2 separate regions of the Mus musculus genome follow, and region 2 is linked to region 1. Evidence: chromatin contacts called from public Hi-C data. All regions are on one chromosome and are shown on one strand. The core of a region is the stretch at or near the end of the contact, and the rest is flanking DNA. Distances in the headings are between cores, read along the strand shown. Region 1 overlaps Baz2b (bromodomain adjacent to zinc finger domain, 2B). Region 2 overlaps Pla2r1 (phospholipase A2 receptor 1).

Region 1 (3,474 bases), core at 17-2,516:
TGGGTCTGTAGAAATGACAATACCAAAATCCTGCCCCACTTAGCTCTTTTAACAATTGAAAACACAGGGACACACCTTCTTACCAGCCAGGTCTCTCGACTGAAGTTCAGGGGAGTTAAAGAGCACTCTCCTAAGGCTTTTCTAACCAGAAAGTGGTTTAGTTGCAGTCCCAAAGGCGAATATTTGGTGCGTTCCAAGGAGGACCAGCGAACCAGCACAGATGGAGTTCTGTGAGTGTCCAGCAAAGTAAAAAGGGAGTCAGAGAGCTTTTATATTATTTGGGTCTTTTTGTTGTTAAGTTTTTAAGACAACATTTTGCATTGTTGCTTTAGCTGGCCCATAACTCATTTTTGTAGCATAGGCTGGCTTCAAATTCATGATGTCCTCCTGCCTCTTTAATGCTTCATTTACAGGCATGAGCCGTCCTACCTGATTCTTGTTGTCCAACCAGTGTTTTCCAAAGTAATTTTGTTAGAACATTGGTTGTATGGAGCATTAAATAAAGCGAAGTTTCCATGGTTAAGTAAAGCTGGGAGAGTTAAATTAGGCCAGGCACACATTACATTCTGGTAAAGGCAGTTTGGAAAGCTCTGATCAGAATATTCTGAGTTTGAGCCTAGGATTCTGTCTCAAAACCAAGGAGAACTAGAGGGAGGGAGCTAGGAAGGAAGAGAAGAGCTGCGAAGGAAGGGGAAGTGGAAAGCAGCATTGTAGAAGAGGCTTCTTTCATGTAGCAGCTGTCCCTGGGCATCTCTGTGTTTGAGAATTTACAACATGTTTGACCCTTCAAAGGATATCTTATAAATGCATCGTACATGCTGTGGTAGACGCACCCTAGGTGGTACTAGAGACTAACTACAGGTTAGTACTGTATTTCCCAAAACTTGGTCTTGCACAGTGACTTTGCTTTTTCTTGGCAGCTCTTGGAGCCTGTTCTTCTATTTAAACATTCATCTTTTTTTCACGATTCCTTCCTTTTCTTTCTAAATATTTTCCAAGTATATTCTTCTCTATGATATTTAAATCCTGTGTGTGTGTGTGTGTGTGTGTGTGTGTGTGTGTGTGCGCGCGCTCGCGCCAAGGTCTTGTTCTCTAGTCCAGACTGCCTTTGAGATCTTCCTGCCTCAATCTCTCCAGTGCTGAGGCCAGACCTGAGCTCCTACTCTCAAGCTGAAAGCCTAAGTATTCTTGGAGGATGGCATGATGTCTCATTGTGCCTGTGGCAATAAGCTGAGAGCCTGATGCCTCTTGCTGAGCGCTGTTCATCCATCTCTCAGTGTTGCTTTAACTGATAGCACAGAGCTAACTAGGTCACTCTCCTGCCGAAACTCCTGTACTGACTGCTGGCATTGTGGACGCTCATGAAATCTTTCATAAACTGTTCCTTTTATCTGAACTTCTGCCTCAGCTTCCAGTACTCACCACTCCCTACGTTTAGAATCATTTAACTGTTTTAAAGTAGGTGATGCACATGCAGGTTTTTTTTTTTTTTTTTAAGTTCAGTTTTCGAGACAGGGCTTCTCTGTGTAACAGCCTTGGCTGTTCTAGACTTGGCTGTTCTAGACTTGATTTGCAGACTAGGCTGGCCTTGAACAAACAGATCCCCCTCCCTCTGCCTCCTGAGTCCTGAGCCTTGTTTTTTTGAGACAGGGTGTCACTGTGTTTGTTGCTCTGGCCATCTTGGAACTCATGGAAATCTGCCTGCCTCTGCCTCCTGAGTGCTTGGATTAAAGTGTCTACCACTGCATCAGGCTGATTTTTTTATTTTTAAACGTTCAGATGTTGGACAGTTCACACTTCAGGAAGTAGAGACAGGCAGATCTCTGAGTTCAAGGCTAACCTGATCTACAGAGAGAGTTCCAGGTCATCCAGGGCCACACAGAGAAAGACACCATGTCCTGAAAAACAAACAAAACAACCCCCCCAAAAAAAAGTTCAGAGTAGATATCATCTGCAGGAATATTCAAGATCTTTCTGGGGAAATCAGGCACTCCCGGATAAATCTTATCAGAGTGGGGAGCACTGCTCTCCCCCCTTTCATACAGTCCACTTCATATCGTGTCCAATGTCTGATCCCATAAGCAGATACTGCAGAGTTGAGATTTGTTCGGTAGTGGAACAAATTCTGATGGAAAGACCTATTCCATTCTATTTCTTTACTCATAAAACTGTTAGGACTATAGATTAAAATGGATAGAGTTGGGAAGATGGCTCAGCAGTTGAGGGGGTGACTGCTCTTCCAGAGAATCTGGGTTCAATTCCTATCACTCACATGGCAGTTCACAGCAAACTGTAATTCTAGGACCTGATTCCCTCTCATAGACATACATGCACATAACACCAGTGCACATAAAATAAAAATAAATAGACCATTTTTTAAAAGCCTCAGAAAAATGTTTAAAAGATATATAACTGAAGTTTTGAAAGGAAAACTGGAAAATTAAGGAGCCCAAACTTGAGTATGAATTCTCATTTATGATTCACACAAAAATATGTTAGCTCTATAGGGAACCACTCAGTAAATAGGGTCTCATCAAAGGTGAAGACATTCACTTTGCAGAAGATCCTATCACAATGATAAAAGGTCCAGCATGGAGTGGGGAGGGGTTCCCAAGTCCCTGCTCCTAGCTGAGGGTTATTGGCAGTCGCTAGCTAGCTACTGCTGAAAGGAGAGTGTTTTCTTTAGGAGTGTGGCCAATGGTGGGCTCCCTGTGCCCTGCCGTGGTGCTGTAGCATGCAGATGATGAACGACAGCAGCAATCTGACCAGCGAGCTAAAAAAATAATAGGAATTGGTTTTAAAAGGTGATAATGGGGTGCAGTGAGGAGGTGTTTGATGACGTATTTGAATATCTAGGCTATAAAAGAAGGACACAAGTCAGTACTGAGAATATTAACTGTCTAATTAAAAAACGGAGAAAAGACATAAAATACTGTGTTACTTTGTGGATACATTCTGAGATTACAAAGAAATGATTCGTTTCCCTGGGCACTAGGAAAAGCCCAAAGTGACATTTCATTCTTCATTAATGAGAACAAAAATTAGGGTTTGGGAAGATGGCTCAGGGCACAAGCATTTGCTGTGCAAGCGTGAGGGCTTTAGCTTAAATCCTTCAAACCCATGTTTAATGCCATGTGTGGTCCTGCCCAGCCTGTAACCCCAGTCGTGAATACAGTATTGGAAGGCCAGGGGGTACAGGGCACCAGACATCCTCTTCTGGCCTCTTTACACACCACTCCAGTGTACACATGCACGTCTACCACACATGGTCACGTGGTCAGCACACAGGCAAATAAAGAAAATGGTTGTAAAGTGTTAGTGACAGTAGCACATCCTGACCAGAATGTTGAGAGACTGGATTCTAAATGCATTACTGGTAGGAAAGTAAAATGATACAACTTTTCTGAAAAACAAATTGGGTAGTTCTTCTGACTCTGTCTATCTGTCTGTCTGTCTATCTATGTCTCTCTGTGT
Region 2 (3,239 bases), core at 376-2,875, 370 kb before region 1:
GGGTCTTCTGATGAAAACCTCATGTGCACATTGGTTATGCATGGCCTTTCATGGAATGGAAAATAAGGGTTATCTCGGTCTACGAGCCCAGACACCAGCCTGAAACCATACCCGTTTTTTCTTCATAGAAACAAAGGCATTTGAGCACCCAGGGCTGTGCTCAGAAACATCAGTTCCCTGGATAAAATTTAAAGGTAACTGCTACAGTTTTTCCACAGTCCTGGACAGCAGGAGTTTTGAAGATGCTCATGAATTTTGCAAAAGTGAAGGTAATTCTTCTGTGGGGCTAACATACTTGCATGTCCTCTCAGCAGCTCAGTAAACAGTGTGCTTTCTCGCAGGCTGATTATCCAGGGACTTTAGGGGCCACGAGGACTACTGAAAAAATAAAAAATAAAAAATAAAAAAACTATTGAATTTGCTTATTAGGGGGACAACTATTATAGGCAGTTCAAGTCCCAGTGCAGACTTTGAAAACCCAAGAGTGTGCCTCGGTGTAGAGCTTTCCTACAAAATTCTTCTGAAGCCATGCGCGTTGTGAAATTTTAATGTTCTCTAAACTGGCTAATCAGTATTTTAACTTTTAAATGAAAGCTTTGTACACTTTTATACTTAAATCAAACATCACATTGTAGGTGGGTGTGGTGACGTGGGGCCTTTAATCCTAGTCCTCAGGAGGCAGGGAAAGATCGGTATGCGCTTAAGGGCAAGGTCTACATAGTGAGTTTCAAGCTAGCCAGGGGCACATAGTGGGACTTTGATTTTATTTGTTTTGTTTTTAATCACCTTGAATTTGTGTGTGTGTGTGTGTGTGATGATATCAGGTGTCTTTCTCAACCACACTCCATTCTGTATATTTGAGACCAAGTCTCTCACTGAACCTGGCCAGTGAGCCCTACTGGACCCCTCTGTCTCTGCCTCTCCACCTCTGATCTTTACCTCAGTCCTGAGGCGGCAGCCTTGGGTCCTTGGGTCCTTGGGTTTCTGCAGCAGGCACTTTAGTGGCTCATCATCTACTCAATCACTTTTTAACAATAAAAACCAGGAGTTGGGGCTCCAGATCATCCTTAGAGCTCCTGCCTAGCATGGCAAGGCCCTGGAGTTCCAGCCCCAGTAGTAGGAAGGGAAACCGTGTGTTGAGTAACCGAACGATTGTTTTTCAAAGCCAGGGCTTCAGGAATCAGGGCCCAGAAACATTTCTGAGTCCCCTTTACCTTGCTTATTGGCTGCTTGTCCCTTTTACAGGATCTAATCTGTTGGCAATCAGGGATGCGGCTGAAAATTCATTTCTCCTGGAAGAGCTTCTTGCGTTTGGGTCTTCTGTGCAGATGGTTTGGTTGAATGCTCAGTTTGATAATAACAGTAAGTGCCATGGGTGCAGAGGAGGCGCAAGTAAACACGCAGTCCTGAAGGCCTCTGGGAGCCCCAGGATGCCTCTTGAACACAATTGCTGTGAAAATATAGTGTGAACCCTAAAGCCACACCTCCAAACAAAACAAACGGACAAGTTAACCTTCACTGGGACACTGAAGCTGCTAGTTCCAGCTCTGTCCCCGGGCTTAGTCATACAAAGGCAAGACACGTTGACCTGAAAACACCCCACTTTCTCAAGCGTTCGGTATAAACCACAACAGGATGGGGGAGCTGTTTCAGTGAACAGCTGTGCTTTTTGAATCCTTATAGACACCAGTGTGTATAATCGGAGGCACACTATTCTTTATGTAACTGATTGTCTTGGTCAGGGTTTCTATTCCTGCACAAACATCATGACCAAGAAGCAAGTTGGAGAGGAAAGGGTTTATTCAGCTTACACTTCCACACTGCTGTTCATCACCAAGGAAGTCAGGACTGGAACTCAAGCAGGTCAGGAAGCAGGAGCTGATGCAGAGGCCATGGAGGGATGTTCCTTACTGGCTTGCTTCCCCTGACTTGCTCTGCCTGCTCTCTTATAGAACCCAAGACTACCAGCCCAGAGATGGTCCCACCCACAATGGGCCTTTCCCCCTTGATCACTAATTGAGAGAATGCCTTACAGTTGGATCTCATGGAGGCATTTCCCCAACTAAAGCTCCTTTCTCTGTGATAACTCCAGCTGGGTCAAGTTGACACAAAACTAGCCAGTACACTGATGTTATTGAAAAGTACTTGTAAAGAAAAGTATTTTAATTGGCATAGAGAGTGTGTCACAGTGGTGCAGGATGGTGGGTATGGAGACCCTCCTCGCAAGGGGTATTTTAATCCTGGACATTGTTTGAATTTCTAGCCGATGGCGATAACCAAAGGCAAGCCAACTTGCAGTTCACTTTGTTGTTAGTTATAAATTCTTTTCAGACAGTGCAACACACCACACACACCACACACACACACCACACACACACACACACACACACACATACTTACACACACACACACATACACACACACACACACACACACATACACACACACACACACTTACACACGCACACATACTTACACACACACACATATCACACATACACACATACTTTCACACACGCACACACGCACACACCGTATTAACTATGTATGGGCTGAATTTTCCCACTGAATCACTTCCCGTATAAGAATGGCTTTAGGAAATGAACCTTCTTGCTATGGTGTTGATGTTAGAATTTCAAGGGATTTTCTATACATTAATTTTACTTTCTATGTGACCGCCTGGCTGGATACGTATCTTTTTTGATGTTTTGTTCATGAATATACTCATGGAATTAAATGTGCCTCCTTAAATTTGGAGGCTGCTTTAAGGACTGATCCCAGTCTTAGACTGTTAATCATGCACTTCATTCATAACAAGCCAGCATTTTTTTTCCCACAGACAAAACCTTAAGGTGGTTTGACGGAACACCCACAGAGCAGTCCAACTGGGGCCTTCGGAAGCCAGACATGGACCACCTCAAGCCACATCCGTGTGTTGTCCTGAGGATCCCGGAAGGAATATGGCACTTTACCCCATGCGAGGACAAAAAGGGGTTCATATGTAAAATGGAAGCAGGTGTGTGAAAGGAGAAAGAATTTCTTCATATTGACCCTGGTTAATGCCGACCCGCCATATCAGAGAGTTTTTCAGATAGATTCTGGCACCGTCATCTTGCTCCACATCACACACGTCAGAACATCTCAGCTCCTCTAAGATGAAGGGGGGGAAATCATTAATCATATAGATGAAATAAGACATGCAGTTTACACCAAAAAGAGCTGTGCCATGCTAGGAGAAA

Evidence for each region. A called contact is a pair of places that touch in the nucleus more often than the background predicts.
Region 2: a contact with region 1 is called in a Hi-C map of the P5424 cell line, with 3 times the contacts expected there. The contact joins two enhancer-like sites. A contact is called at or near these places in 1 of 39 promoter capture datasets (stem cell-derived epiblast-like cells), 2 of 15 datasets of contacts at CTCF or cohesin (CD8 T cells and large pre-B cells), 38 of 484 Hi-C or Micro-C datasets (the Ba/F3 cell line, CD4 T cells, the G1E-ER4 cell line and 14 more), 9 of 115 datasets of contacts at active chromatin or transcription factors (acute myeloid leukemia and embryonic stem cells) and 1 of 9 other capture datasets (embryonic stem cells).

Annotation. Positions count from the first base shown.
Region 1 is chr2:60,047,318-60,050,791 of GRCm38.p6, reverse strand. All of the region lies in intron 2 of Baz2b (bromodomain adjacent to zinc finger domain, 2B), which reads left to right. Among named protein-coding and RNA genes, the nearest start is that of Gm13572, 12 kb to the right of the region's middle. Within about 2 kb of position 1,266, at least 22 of the 459 cell types and tissues checked have an H3K27ac peak or open chromatin away from gene starts, as enhancers often do. A contact at or near this core is called in the P5424 cell line, where this site is marked.
Region 2 is chr2:60,422,382-60,425,620 of GRCm38.p6, reverse strand. It overlaps Pla2r1 (phospholipase A2 receptor 1), which reads left to right. Exons shown (of 30, transcript NM_008867.2): 26 at 129-269; 27 at 1,246-1,362; 28 at 2,840-3,016. Among named protein-coding and RNA genes, the nearest start is that of Gm13580, 12 kb to the right of the region's middle. Within about 2 kb of position 1,625, at least 11 of the 459 cell types and tissues checked have an H3K27ac peak or open chromatin away from gene starts, as enhancers often do. A contact at or near this core is called in the P5424 cell line, where this site is marked.